2 separate regions of the Mus musculus genome follow, and region 1 is linked to region 2. Evidence: chromatin contacts called from public promoter capture Hi-C data. All regions are on one chromosome and are shown on one strand. The core of a region is the stretch at or near the end of the contact, and the rest is flanking DNA. Distances in the headings are between cores, read along the strand shown.

The links. Capture Hi-C pulls out chosen DNA fragments and counts their contacts.
Region 1: a promoter capture Hi-C map of adipose tissue shows a contact between it and region 2. The contact joins two enhancer-like sites. A contact is called at or near these places in 1 of 484 Hi-C or Micro-C datasets (embryonic stem cells) and 2 of 9 other capture datasets (adipose tissue and liver).

What each region holds. Positions count from the first base shown.
Region 1 is chr5:143,583,754-143,586,453 of GRCm38.p6, reverse strand. No RefSeq gene overlaps it. Among named protein-coding and RNA genes, the nearest start is that of Fam220a, 36 kb to the right of the region's middle. Within about 2 kb of position 1,358, at least 19 of the 459 cell types and tissues checked have an H3K27ac peak or open chromatin away from gene starts, as enhancers often do. A contact at or near this core is called in adipose tissue, where this site is marked.
Region 2 is chr5:143,469,366-143,472,065 of GRCm38.p6, reverse strand. The region is part of intron 2 of Daglb (diacylglycerol lipase, beta); the gene reads right to left. Among named protein-coding and RNA genes, the nearest start is that of Daglb, 6.2 kb to the right of the region's middle. Within about 2 kb of position 1,420, at least 107 of the 459 cell types and tissues checked have an H3K27ac peak or open chromatin away from gene starts, as enhancers often do. A contact at or near this core is called in adipose tissue, where this site is marked.

The sequences.
Region 1 (2,700 bases), core at 109-2,608, 110 kb before region 2:
TCACAGATCAATCCTACTTTGTGAAATGGTGGTATATATACAGATGTCTTGTGTCTTTTATTTTTTTGTTTTGTTTTGTTTTGAGACAAGGTCTCCAGAAAATTGAATTATTTTCCATGGGTTTATGGGGGCGGTCTTCAAATTTGACTTAACTCATGTTTTTCTGCCTGTGCCTGTGTCTGCATGATGTACATTACATCCCATGAGCACACCTGCCCCATGTTGAGCACTTTGGAGCTCAGGGGATGACCCTGTGGGGTCAGTTCTCTCCTTCCTCATGCATGTGAGTTCCAGGGCTCGAACTCAAGACCTCGGGCTCGCAGGCCAAGCACTTTACCCACCGAGCTAGCCAGCCCGCCCTTATCGTTTTCTTCACTACATTTCTGCCACATGAAAAATTGTCTCCCTCTATTTTAAGATTTATTTTCATTTTGCGCATAAGTATGTTTGCCTGCATGTATGTATGGGTACCCCTGGCACACCAGTTACCCACAAAGATTAGGAAAAGGCATCAGATCCTCTGGAACTGGAGTTACAGGCAGTAGTGAGCTGCCATGCAGTTGCGAGGCCCTCTGAATGAGCAGCCAGTGCTCTTAACTACTGAAAGCACCAAGCTGCTAGATGCTGGAGATGAACCCTACAACTTCCGCAGCTTCAAGCACGTTAGATAAGGCTCTACAGAGGTGCGACCCCCAGCCCCTTTCACTTTTTCTTTTGCAACTATTTGTTTATTTACTTTTAGTTACTTATTTATTTATGTTCATTTAATGTCTCACCAAGGTAACTCTGGTGGCTCTGAACTCCTTTTGTGGGAGTTCTTCAGGCCTGGCCCTGAGTAACACTTTTTTATTTCAGTGTTAGGGAACGTTCAAAGTGAGCACTCTTCCACTGAGCCACACTCCCAACTCATAAAGTTTTTTGTTTGGTTTTTCGAGACAGGGTTTCTCTGTGTTGCTCTGGCTGTCCTGGAACTCACTCTGTAGACCAGGCTGGCTTGGAACTCTGAGATCCACCTACCTCTGTCTCCCGAGTGCTGGGATTAAAGCTGTGTGCTATCATTCCTGGCACATTAAGTTATTTTCGCAGTGTTCAGTCTCACAGCAAGTCTTCCAGTTATGATGGGAGTAAAGTGAATGACCTCATTCGAGCCCATGGTGGAGTTGCCTGATGCTTCCAACCTTAAGTGTCCATTCCTGGGACAGAGCAGGGTTGGACAAGCTGACCTCCTGGGGGCCTCAGAGATTATTAAGCAATTCCATTGATTATTAAATAATTCAATCCGGCCTTTACAAGATTCATAGCCAGCATATTTCACATACTTCAGATTCTCATAACTACTCCTCGTGAGTCACTCTCTTTGTATGTGAGCCTGCCTATGCTTGTGTTCCTGTGTGAGGATATTCATGCATGTGAGCGTGTCACACAGGTGAAGGCCAGTGGCATTTATGTCTTCCTTTCCTGTTTTCTGCCACTATGTAGACCAGGCTGGCCTGTCAGCGTCTGCTTCCTGAGTGCTTGAATTAAAAGCTTATACTACCATATCCTGGACCCACTGTGTGTGTGTCTGTGTGTGTGTGTTTAATGTTAACTTCTTTAACTATAATTGTTCTTATTTTATGTTTATGGGTACTTTCTGGCATATATGTATGTACACCACCATGCATATCTGGTGTCCACAGAAGTCAGAAGAAGGCATCTGATCACCTGGGACTGGATGGTAGGGAGACACTATACTGAAGCCCAGTGCTTTGCAAGAGTTGTCAGTGCTCTTAACCACTGAGCCATCTCTCCAGCCCCAGAATTGGACTTCTTATGTAGCTGGGACTAGCCTTGAACTCCTGATCTATCTGCCTTTACTTCCCCAATGTTAGGATTTTAGGCATACACCATCCCACTCAGGTCCACCTTAGCCATTTTTCGGTGAACAGTTCATTGGCATTAGTATTTCACAAGTGTGAGCAGCAGTGAGTAGTGCCCTCTGCCCATCTCTAGAACTTGGTCATCTTCTCCAAGTGATGCAGGCAGGGAGATGGCTCAGCCCGTAAAAGAGCAGAAGACCGTTCAGTCCGTTCACTTGCGGCTGTTGGTTTCCGCCGAGGAACAAGGCATCCTGGAGGAAGCTGCACCACTGCAGCCTTGGCTTTGTGGGTTTTAGAGATATCAGAAAAATGAAACAATGCAGATGAAACCTGCAATGGTAATGCACCAAATTCAAAATACACTCAAGGTGGCACTGTGACTCATGGTGGGGTGGGGAGGGGATGCGTACTGAGCCAGGAAGAAGAAGAATCTGAACTTGAAAGGATCAGTGTGCATGCCTACCAAGAGACTCACTACAGCAAAAACACCCGGTGGTGAAGGTTTCACCGGGCTTGCTTCTGATGAGAACCTACAAGCGACTCAAATTTACACAGTCCTTTGAGGGTTGTTAAAACCACTTTCAACAGCACTGGGCCAGGAGTGGAGGCCAAAGTCACTGCTGGAGACGACTAAATCAGCTCTTTTAATAAATTGATTTAATCAGTTGATAAAAATATAGATAGATGATAGCTAGATTGGTAGATAGATAGCTGTGTTGTCCTGCATCTGTAATCCTAGCATTCCCACAGCAAGATGGAGGGAAGAGGCAGAAGAATCAATCAGCTCATGAAGGCTAGCTTCTCCATGGTACACTGTACCCAGGTCAACATGCTAAACTCT
Region 2 (2,700 bases), core at 171-2,670:
CCAGGGCTACACAGAGGAAACTCTGGTTTGGAAAAACAAGAGCGGGGAGGAGGGGAAGAGAGGGGGGAGAGTGAGAGTGAGAAGAGAGGGGAGACAGACAGACAGACAGACAGAGTGAAGGCTGGGAAGCAGGGCATAAGCTTCACACTCCTAGCGTAGATTCACTGTGGCTCTAACTAGGGAGGAAGGACTACATAATCACAGCCCAAACTGGAATACTTCTAAGAAGCAAGAGAGGCACACTGGGTGTAATTATACTGGAGGAACCGTATAGCTGGAGAGGACTGTCCCAGGCAGAAGTAGTCGTCACCCGGGTTCTCTCAGCCAGGAAGAAGTGTCCCATTGTCCACCTGACTGAACACGCAGTACTACTAAATACTTTAATACCCACCATTCCTTAATCCTCGCAAACTGTGGACAAGAGATTATCTCATTTTACAAACAGAGGGTCAGAGAGCTCTAGACTTGTGTGTGTGCGTGTGTCTGTGTGTGTGGAGTGTGGTGTGTACGTAGTATGTATGGTGTGTATATTCTGTGTGTGTGTGTGAAGTGTGGTATATATGGTGTGCGGTGTGTATGTGGTAAGTCTGTGTATGAGGTGTGTGGTGTGTGGTTTGTGTGTGGTGAGTCTGTGTGTATGTGGTGTGGTATATATATGGTGTGTGGTATGTGGTGTGTGTGGTGTGGGGTGCATATGTAGTGTGTGGTTTGTGTGTGGTGAGTCGGTGTGTATGTGGTGTGTGGTGTATATGGTAAGTCTGTGTGTGGAGTGTGGTGTGTGTTTGTGGTGAGGCTGTGTGCACGTGGCACTACCAAGGCTCCTGCTTGGCCTTTATATGGTAATTGATTTTTACACTTTTATTTACATTTATTTATTGTGTGTGAGCACATGTGTGCCATGACACACAAGAGGAGGTCAGAGGACACCCGCAGGAGTCAGTTTTTCCTTCTACTGTGTGGGATCACACTCAGGTCACCCGGCTTGGCGAGCAGAACCTGGCTAAGCCATCTGGCTGGCTGGCACAGAGCTCTCACCCTCTCTGAGGAACGAAGGAAGCCTGCTACTAAGTGACAGTGGCAGAGGCCCTAGAAAACAGGAACCAGACCTCCGCTGCACTGGAAAGATGCCAAATATGGACACAGTTTAACACAGTCAGCAGCATCTGTGATTGGGGCTCCTCACACAAAGCTCTAACACAACAGTCACTAAATACGGACAAAGAAACAGAGATGGAGTGTGTCTAAACAAGTCCCCAGAGATTAAACGAGGCATTGAAAGACCCTCCATCTACCTAGAAAAACACCGTTTTAAACTCCTTGACAATTTCGTATACATATGTGGTACATTTTGGTCACCACCCTTCCCTGCCCCTCCCGGTCCCTCTGGAGCCCCTTCTTCCTGAGAAGTCCCTCTTACTCTCGAATCTTTGTCTTGGCTTTGCTTTTTGGTGACTCACTGAGTTTGATTAGGGTGACTGCCTGAGCACAGGCTGGGAGCTCTTCACTGGAACACGGGCAACTTACCAGTGGCTACATCACTGAAGAAAAATGACTCCCCTCCCTCAGCACCACGGCCTGCCAGTAGCCCCTGAGCTAAAGCTGGGGTCTTGTGAGTCCCTCCCCAACCCACGATGTAATACTAACGGCCTTATCAGGTTCAGGTCTTAGAAAAACACATTTTTTTTTTTTTTAAAGACAAAGTTTCACTCTGCAGACCAGACTGGCCTTGAACTCACAGAGATCTGCCTGCCTCTGCCTCCTGAGTGCTGGGACTAAAGTTATGCGCCACCATGCCTGGGTAGAAAAACACTTTTCTTTCCATATTTTTTTCCCCCCTCAATCTCAATTTGATGACCCTGACCTTCAGAGACACTGTTGCACTGGGCTATCCTCAAGAAAGACTTCCTTTGAAAAAAAAAAACAAAAAACAAAAGAAAAAGAAACATTTCCTAAAATGACCTCCTTAGGTCCCTCAGCACGTGGGACATGCAGAAAAGCATCAAAGAGAAGGTCTCCCAGACACGGCAGACGGCAGGCCCCATGGAAAGGGCTCTGTCACAGCGCCTTGAACTGCCTGGGAAGTGGACCGTCCCCATCTACCCCCAATAGGAGGGCTTCATGGAGCCTTCTGAAATCAAACACGGAGACAAATGCCTGTGATCCTAGCCCTGGCTCAAGAAGCTGAAACAGGAAAATCACCGAGTCTGGCCAGCCTGGGCTACACAGTAATACCCTGTAAAGGCAAAGACAAGACCACAACGAAAGTGACATTGTCTCAACTACATCACATATATCTGTGACTGCGAGGAAGAATCCCTGTGCTCGTCTATCCACAGCCACACTACAAGCACTGCTGAGTGTATATGCCAACTGTAGGTGAGACCTGATTGCTATGTGTGTGTTATCACACTGGCCGACCCAAAGGCTTGGCTGATTCCCATGCAAAGACAGAGCTGTTCATTCATTCCCACTTCGTAATGAGACAGTATGCTTATATTCATATCTTTATGTGTGGCTGAGGCTAAATTAAAAAATGTATTCTGTTATTGTTCAGGCTTTCTGCCTATTTTTTCCACTGATCTGGGTTGTTCCCTTATTTCTCACTGAAGCCCCGTACTCGGTCTGGTGGTGCATGCCTGTAATCCCTGTGCTTGGGAGGCAAAGACAAGAGAGCAGCCCACAGTAGTCCCCAGCCAGTTA